Regions from separate parts of the Zea mays genome. Here region 1 is linked to region 2. Evidence: chromatin contacts called from public Hi-C data. All regions are on one chromosome and are shown on one strand. Each heading gives the region's core, a stretch centred on a gene start, on an enhancer-like site or on the middle of the called end of the contact. The rest is flanking DNA. Distances are from core to core; before and after follow the strand shown.

What was found. Hi-C and Micro-C count contacts between places; a contact is called where the count stands out from the background.
Region 1: a contact with region 2 is called in a Hi-C map of leaf, with 2.8 times the contacts expected there. The contact joins the promoter of LOC100283104 here to the promoter of LOC732762 in region 2. A contact is called at or near these places in 9 of 25 Hi-C or Micro-C datasets (bundle sheath, ear, endosperm and 3 more).

The regions. Positions count from the first base shown.
Region 1 is chr1:275,610,911-275,614,184 of Zm-B73-REFERENCE-NAM-5.0, reverse strand. LOC100283104 (cortical cell-delineating protein) reads right to left here and starts at 1,318. Exons shown (of 1, transcript NM_001156006.2): 1 at 676-1,318. The coding sequence starts at 1,202. The coding sequence ends at 828.
Region 2 is chr1:275,445,617-275,449,078 of Zm-B73-REFERENCE-NAM-5.0, reverse strand. LOC732762 (histidine kinase4) reads right to left here and starts at 1,363. Exons shown (of 11, transcript NM_001112388.2): 1 at 996-1,363; 2 at 289-522; 3 at 20-186. The coding sequence starts at 1,352. LOC103643911 (a long non-coding RNA gene) reads left to right here and starts at 2,550. Exons shown (of 2, transcript XR_561378.4): 1 at 2,550-2,949; 2 at 3,071-3,462.

The DNA of each region.
Region 1 (3,274 bases), core at 69-2,568, 170 kb before region 2:
GTTCCAGTCTTTTTGAGAGGCGACTTGAAAAATAAACAATGGATAAATAAACCCACCATTTTTTTCTTAAACGCTATCATTTGCAAGTTAAATATTGCATTAAAATAAATCTTATTTTTTATATATCTTTCATAGAGACAAAGGATAACTTAGCTAGACGCAACAAAACTTTTGTCAGAAATGAGATGATTGAACATTTTTTTTAAATATCGTTTTGCGCCCCCCCCCCCCCCCCCCCCCTCCTGGTGATCTGGGACGCATAAATACTGCATTTGATCTTCCAGAATCTTATAGTATTCTTCGCATGTTTGGGAGTTAGCTTCGGACGTTTGAAAGGATTTTAAAACCTTTGATTTTGCCCAGAGCGTGTTGATCGCTTTGGGTTATGTAGAAATGGTTCTGTGTTTAAAAATAAATACATATATTCTCGTTGTCCTGTACAGGTGATATCTTCGGCTATCCACTGGTTTTGTATACGGGCTATTCTCCGGGAGCGTACTTCATAGATTTCGGTTATAGCGACCGATAATATACTGCGACAATTAGCATAAATGGTCATAGTGTTTTCTCTTGGACACATGGATGGCTAAATATATATAACCACGAAATTACTTGTCAGTGGCATAAGAAACAGTTGACCAAAGATTCATGCAAAAACTCAAGTAGGATTGTTGGTAGCATTCAGAAATTGTACTTGCCATGATGTTGAGTAAGGTCATTACACGCTTTTTATTTCCAAGCAGCTGCTGTTATACAGTACCCGGCCCGCATATAACAAACTAGCCAACTTACAATTGGAGCGGGGTTGCCGATCGATCGAACATGCCTCAGAAGGAACAGTTGGAGCCCGGCACGGCGGACGCGTTCCGGCCGCAGTAGTTGAGCACGAGGGGCACGTCGAGCGGCAGGTTGACGGGGATGCCGAGCACGTTGAGCCTGATGGTGGCGCACAGGCAGGCGGCCAGGTCGAGGTTGACGAGGCTGCCCAGCAGCGGGCAGCACCGCTGGCTCTGCGGCACGTTGATCTTGAGCTTGAGCAGGACCAGCACGTCGGCGCACACCTTGAGGTCCGCCACCGCGTTCGTCGGGCACGGGTTGCCCCGCTGCTGCTGCTGCGCGCGGACGACGACGACGGCGGCCGGGGAGGAGAGCAGCAGCAGCAGGGCCACGGCGAGCAGCGAGGCGATGCTTTTGGTGGCCATTGTATTTGTATTTGCACGTACGCTTGGTGTACAGGAGCAGCAGCTGCTATAGTTCTTGCTTCGAGTAGTGCTGTGCCTGTGCGGGCGCTTCTGCCTTCCAGTCTGGTATGGGAATTGGGAGCTAGCACAGAGCACGTATTTAATTTATAGGCAGACAGACAGAGCTGTGAATTGTGCGATACATGCGCGAAGTGGCGAGGCTACCAGATATTTTTCAGTGTTCCCTAATCGGCGCATGCATCGTGTGTATGTGATCGAGTATCTAAAACAATGATAACCGCTGATCAAGTCGGGACTAGACAAGTGCGTGCCGGGACCCGGACCACGAACCCAGCAATATCAAGCGGCCGGCAACTTAATTTGCTCCTTTCGGTTGCAGGTGTGCGTACACAAACGCAACGCATTTCGGTGGTTCGTCCGGAGGCAACTAGCCGACATCCCGCACGGCCACAGCAGTGCAGTAGAACCGCGTCGCTGCCACCACCTGTTATACTCTCTCCAGCAAGGTGTGCGTTATATGCTCCTCTACTCTATATCTAGCGCACGCTGATCAACTTTTTCACTCCAACAACATGCACTAAAGGGTCCGGTAAAATAGAGTACGTCCTCAACCACCTCCAAATGTAGTGGCTCCTCTATTCGTGTCTCTCTACTTCAGATCTACTAGAAATGTACAATAACATGCAGTAGAATAAGTATTGTAGCTAAATTAATGAAGAATGAGTAGCAGCAAGCAATACTATTAGATGTCTGCATAGTAATTTTTTAAGATCTGCCAAGGAAAACTTTGTAATAAAAAGGCATACTATTTTAGGTGAAGAAAAATTAATATACATCATATTTTAATACGAGATATACAAATGATATTTTTCTGTGCGCGTCCAATGCGGAAAAAAGAATGTATAAAATAGAGTCTGGTAATACTATTTATATAGAGGATGAAATTTAGAGGACACTGCTGGAGTAGAAAAAGATATAGAGGACGAAATCTTTTAGAGAGTGTTGTAAAGAACACAGAATATTCCTTTAGAGGATATTGCTGGAGACAGTCTTAGGTTGTGCCCAGGGACTAAGAGTGATAATGGATTACAGTTTAAGGGGGTGTTTGGTTACCCCAAACTAAAATTTAGCCCCTGTCATATCGAATGTTTGAACCTCCGTTCCGGGTATTAAATGTAGTCGGATTATAAAACTAATTTGTCAGCCGAAGATTAAAAGACGAGACGAATCTAGTCCAGTTGGTTGGGTCTATATTCCATACTCCTATTTCAAAGTCAAACGCTTGATGTGACCCGGGCTAAACTTTAGCGGGGGCAACCAAACACCCCCTAAATGTTTCTTCACAATTCATTTAAACCTTTAATTAATTTTAGTTCGAAAATTAATAGAAATAGAGTATGATTCTAATTCAATTCGATACTTAAATTTTACAGTGTAGAACTTAGAGCTCATTATCACCTCTAGTTGTGGCTCGCCACGTAAAAGGTAAATCCATTGCGACTCTGATTCAACCGATGTGGTGTGATTAACAATTTCGTTAGGTATACATGACCATATGGGTCGTACCAAACCAAATGGACCATACGACACGTTAGGAAATGAGCCTGTGATGGCCTAGACTAATCTACGTGTTGCGCATGGGCCGAACGCTGGGCTAGGCCGCACGACATGGATAAATTTGTCATCTCTCGATGCCCGCTCTCCCGTCGTCGCATAAAATCCATCCCTCGTGGAGGTCGCCTCCTCTTGCACCTAGTAATCTCTAACCCCACCTCTCCTTCCTCCGACGTGGTGAGCAACGAGTCGATGACACCATCCCTCGCTCCCTCCACCTCACCGCCTCTGACGCGGCGTCGTCGCCCGCTTCGCCAGTCATCTCATAAAATCCGCCTTGGCGCCCCATCGCACGGTCGCCCCTCATGCTCCTAGCAAATCCTAACCCCCTCCTCTCCTCCCTGTCTCCCTTCGACACGACAAGCCAGCGACGATGTCCCTCGTTCCCTCCTCACTGCCTCCAACATCGTCTTCTCTTATCTGGTCACTCTCTTCTTCTCTGCCATATCTTGATCCAG
Region 2 (3,462 bases), core at 114-2,613:
AAATGGAGATAAATCTCACCCTGCGGTGGCAGCAACACGATCCTCCTCCTTGGCATCAGAAGAAAGATCAACATGGTAGACAGGAAAAGTCAATACGACACCCAGGTGATTCGACATGAGCCGGAACGGTCTAGTAAGAACTGCCTTCCCCGATGCTCTTGACCTCAAAATGTTCTCGCGGTCCTCCTGCAGCAGCAGTGAAACACATCCAGGTTCAGAACCAACACCGGCAGAGGAAAAAAAACTGTATCCCAGTGCAAGAAACGAACAGGAAACTTGGCCGCAGACCTCGCCGGACATCATGTCGAGCCCCTCAATGTAGGAGACGGTCTCCTGCGAGTAGACGACCGGCGCGTACTCATCCTGCACCGGGGACGGCTCGTGCTTCATGGTCTTGATGATCCAGCCCTGCTGGCGCTCGAAGCTCTCCCTGTCGCCGTGCACCACCCGCTGCGCGTACGCCACCCCGCTCAGCAGCGGCCGCTCGAACGACGTCCTGGCGGTGTAGTCCGCGAACGTGTTCTGCAGAACAAATCGGCAGAAAATAAAGCCTGCAGCCGACAAATGAAACGGCCGAACAGTACTAATCTGCACCGGCAAATTACACGCGCGCGCACCAAAAAAAAAAAGAGAGACAAAGAGAGAATTCCATTTAAGAAGTGGCACGGTCTGCGCACAAGGGAGGAGGGAACCATGGACTCGACAGTAATAATTAAATGAAGTGGAAACAGCAGCAGAGGCAGAGTAGGTACTAGGAGTACATGGGAACATAACATGGTCGAGGCGGAGCAAGGATTTCCATAGACGGCGAGACACGCAGTTAACCGCGCGCGCAGAGCAGAACGAAAGCCAGAGAGAGATCGCGCCCACAGGTACTAGGACGAAAGAAGCAGTGGACCGACGTAGGCCGTCGTAGAGGCAGGCGGCGGATGGCGCACGAGGCTCTCTCTCTCTCTCGCTCGGCGAGGGATGGAGTCATGGAGGGAGGCGCGGACCTGGTCGAGCGCGGGCGGGCGCTTCTCGTAGTGGAAGGTGGCGACGAGGATGGCGAGGGCGTGGACGTGGTTGACGGAGACGGCGAACTGGTCCTGCAGCATGCGCGCGCGCTCCTCGCACATGCTGACGAGCCCCTCCTCCGCCTTGCGCAGCGCCGCGTGGCGGAAGTAGGAGTGCAGGAACACCCCGAGCGCCAAGGCCCCCAGCACCCACACCAGCACCGCTACGGCGATCAGCTTCGCCTTCAAGGTCCACCCGCTGCCATCCTCCGCGTCCTTCCCCGCCTCCTCCGCCGGCGCCGGCGCCGACACCGCCGCGGCCTCCCCTCCGCCTCCGCCTCCGCCTCCCACCCCCATCCCAGGGGCCAGGGCAGGTCCCCGCCGCCGCAGCAGCTCTCACATACGCTGCACCGCAGGCCACCGACCGACCACTCCTCTGCTTCCGCCGTCCGGCGCCCACGCCGCCTCCTCTCCGCGAGAATCCGAGCTCTCCTCTCCCGCTGCTTTGATGTGTTATTTTGGTGTGTGTGTCAGTGTGTGTGTGTTTTTTGTTGGCTTGCGGCTTTTCGCGACGGGGAGAAAGCAGCCGGGCTTCGAGTGAATCGAATTTCCTGGATTTCACGAGATACGCTGCCACTAAAATAACACCGTGGTTTATTTTTCCTCTCTCTCTCGACACTGCGGGCGGGCGGGCGCGCGCGATGGGGGTGTGGGCATGGGTCCCGGGCTTTTGCGCCTCACTCCACTCGCCCACCCCACCCTACCCCGGCGCCGTCGCCGGTGGCCGCGGCTTGTGTTGTTGCCCCGTTGCTTTCCAGCCCCACTCCCTTTGCCGTCCGCCGGGCTCGGACACTGCCGAGGCCGAGCCAGCCGGCCACGGGGGGCGCACCGTGTACTCTGCACCCCTGGTGATTGGTGAGTTCGTTCGGGCTCTCCTTACGTGGTTGGTGGGGCCGAGCGGTCGCGGGCAGTGGTTGAGCAGGCGTGAGCGCGCGTCGCCGTCTCGTGTGATTTTGTTGCATTGCCTGGCCGGCCGGCCGGACGGCCTGCCAGGCGGCAGCCCGTGCCCGCGTGGGCTGGGGCCTGGCCTGGGGGTGGGAGCCGGGCAGGCGGCGCGGCGGGGAAACGCAAATCTGGCGCCGCGGCCCGGAAAAGGCTGTGCGACCTGCAAGTGCAAGGGGGAGGGAGGGAGGGAGTGCGGGAGCATGAGGCGGTGGTCGTCAACAGTCAACAATGCGCCATGTCCCCGGCCGGACAAATCTTTCTGCCGATGCGCTCTGCTTGTGCTTTGCTCCGCTTCGTGGTCGTGGCTGCCATCACTGATGCTCTGTCAAAAACATGGGTGAAGTGCGATTACTGGTCAGGAAACCCTTTCTGTCCCCTCTTCCATTATTCGGTTCCAAAGACAAAGAGCCTCTCTCTCTTTCTCTCTCTCTACCTTGAGCGGCATGCAGCTGATTACTGCACCTTGTTTTTCTTCGTACTGAGATTATTGCGCGCTTTTGCCTGGCCCTGGCTCTGGCCCCCGAGAGGCCGAGATTATTGCACCGGGCTCGCGTTTGGTCGCAGGATAGTGGAGCAGCAGTTCGTGCGTGCGGCCTCGAAGCGTAGTATTCTTATTATTAACCGCGGGAGCAAGGCTGTCACGTAGTTTGGCCACGTGTTCTAAAAAAATATTTGCCGTCCGATCCAAGATCAACGCTGCACGTTAAGTGTTTGTATACGGCATCTACGGTGTCCTGGAAGTATCCGGAGATCGCCATATGGATAAAAAAGGAAAGCCAAATATCTTCTTTCTACTCCGGCCGAAGAAGACTGGACACCGCACCACTGAACGAACGAAGGCGACGGATACGACGTGAAGGTGGCAGGTGACTTCGATGCCGCAAAGCACGCGACTTGGACATCCTCCTCATCTATCCTGCTGCCAAAAATTGCCAACGCTTCCTTCCAGGTGAGATTAATAGTCACATTCTTCCCCCATTCGGTGTCGCACGTCGTATCTCAGTTCAAGCTAGGATTGATATTGCATTTTCATTTTTTTCCCAATTGGTACCTGTGTTGTTCCTTTGAAGTCCTTCACAACATCAATCTAGGCATCTGGCTCTGTTGAAGCAGCAAATCTTCACGGATAGCACGTAGCGAAAGCAAATCTACACGCGATCTGTGCGGATTGGCAAATTCCCGGTGGCCATCACGGTGTGACACTGCAGAACTGAGCCAGTGCGTTGCGTAATTGGGGCAAAAAAATGAATCTGACGGTTGTAGAAGTATGCGGCCATCCCCGATTCAATCCAATGTCATCCCAAATCCGAGCACAGACGCAATAGCAACATCTCCTAATCTCCTTTCTCTTCCTCCCCACATCAACGGCTCCACCCGGCCGGCTTTTTTTTCCTTTAATTTTTCCCACAACATGCAAGCTATCCACTCTCGTCGGCTTTCTCTGTATGTATCCTATTGTTCC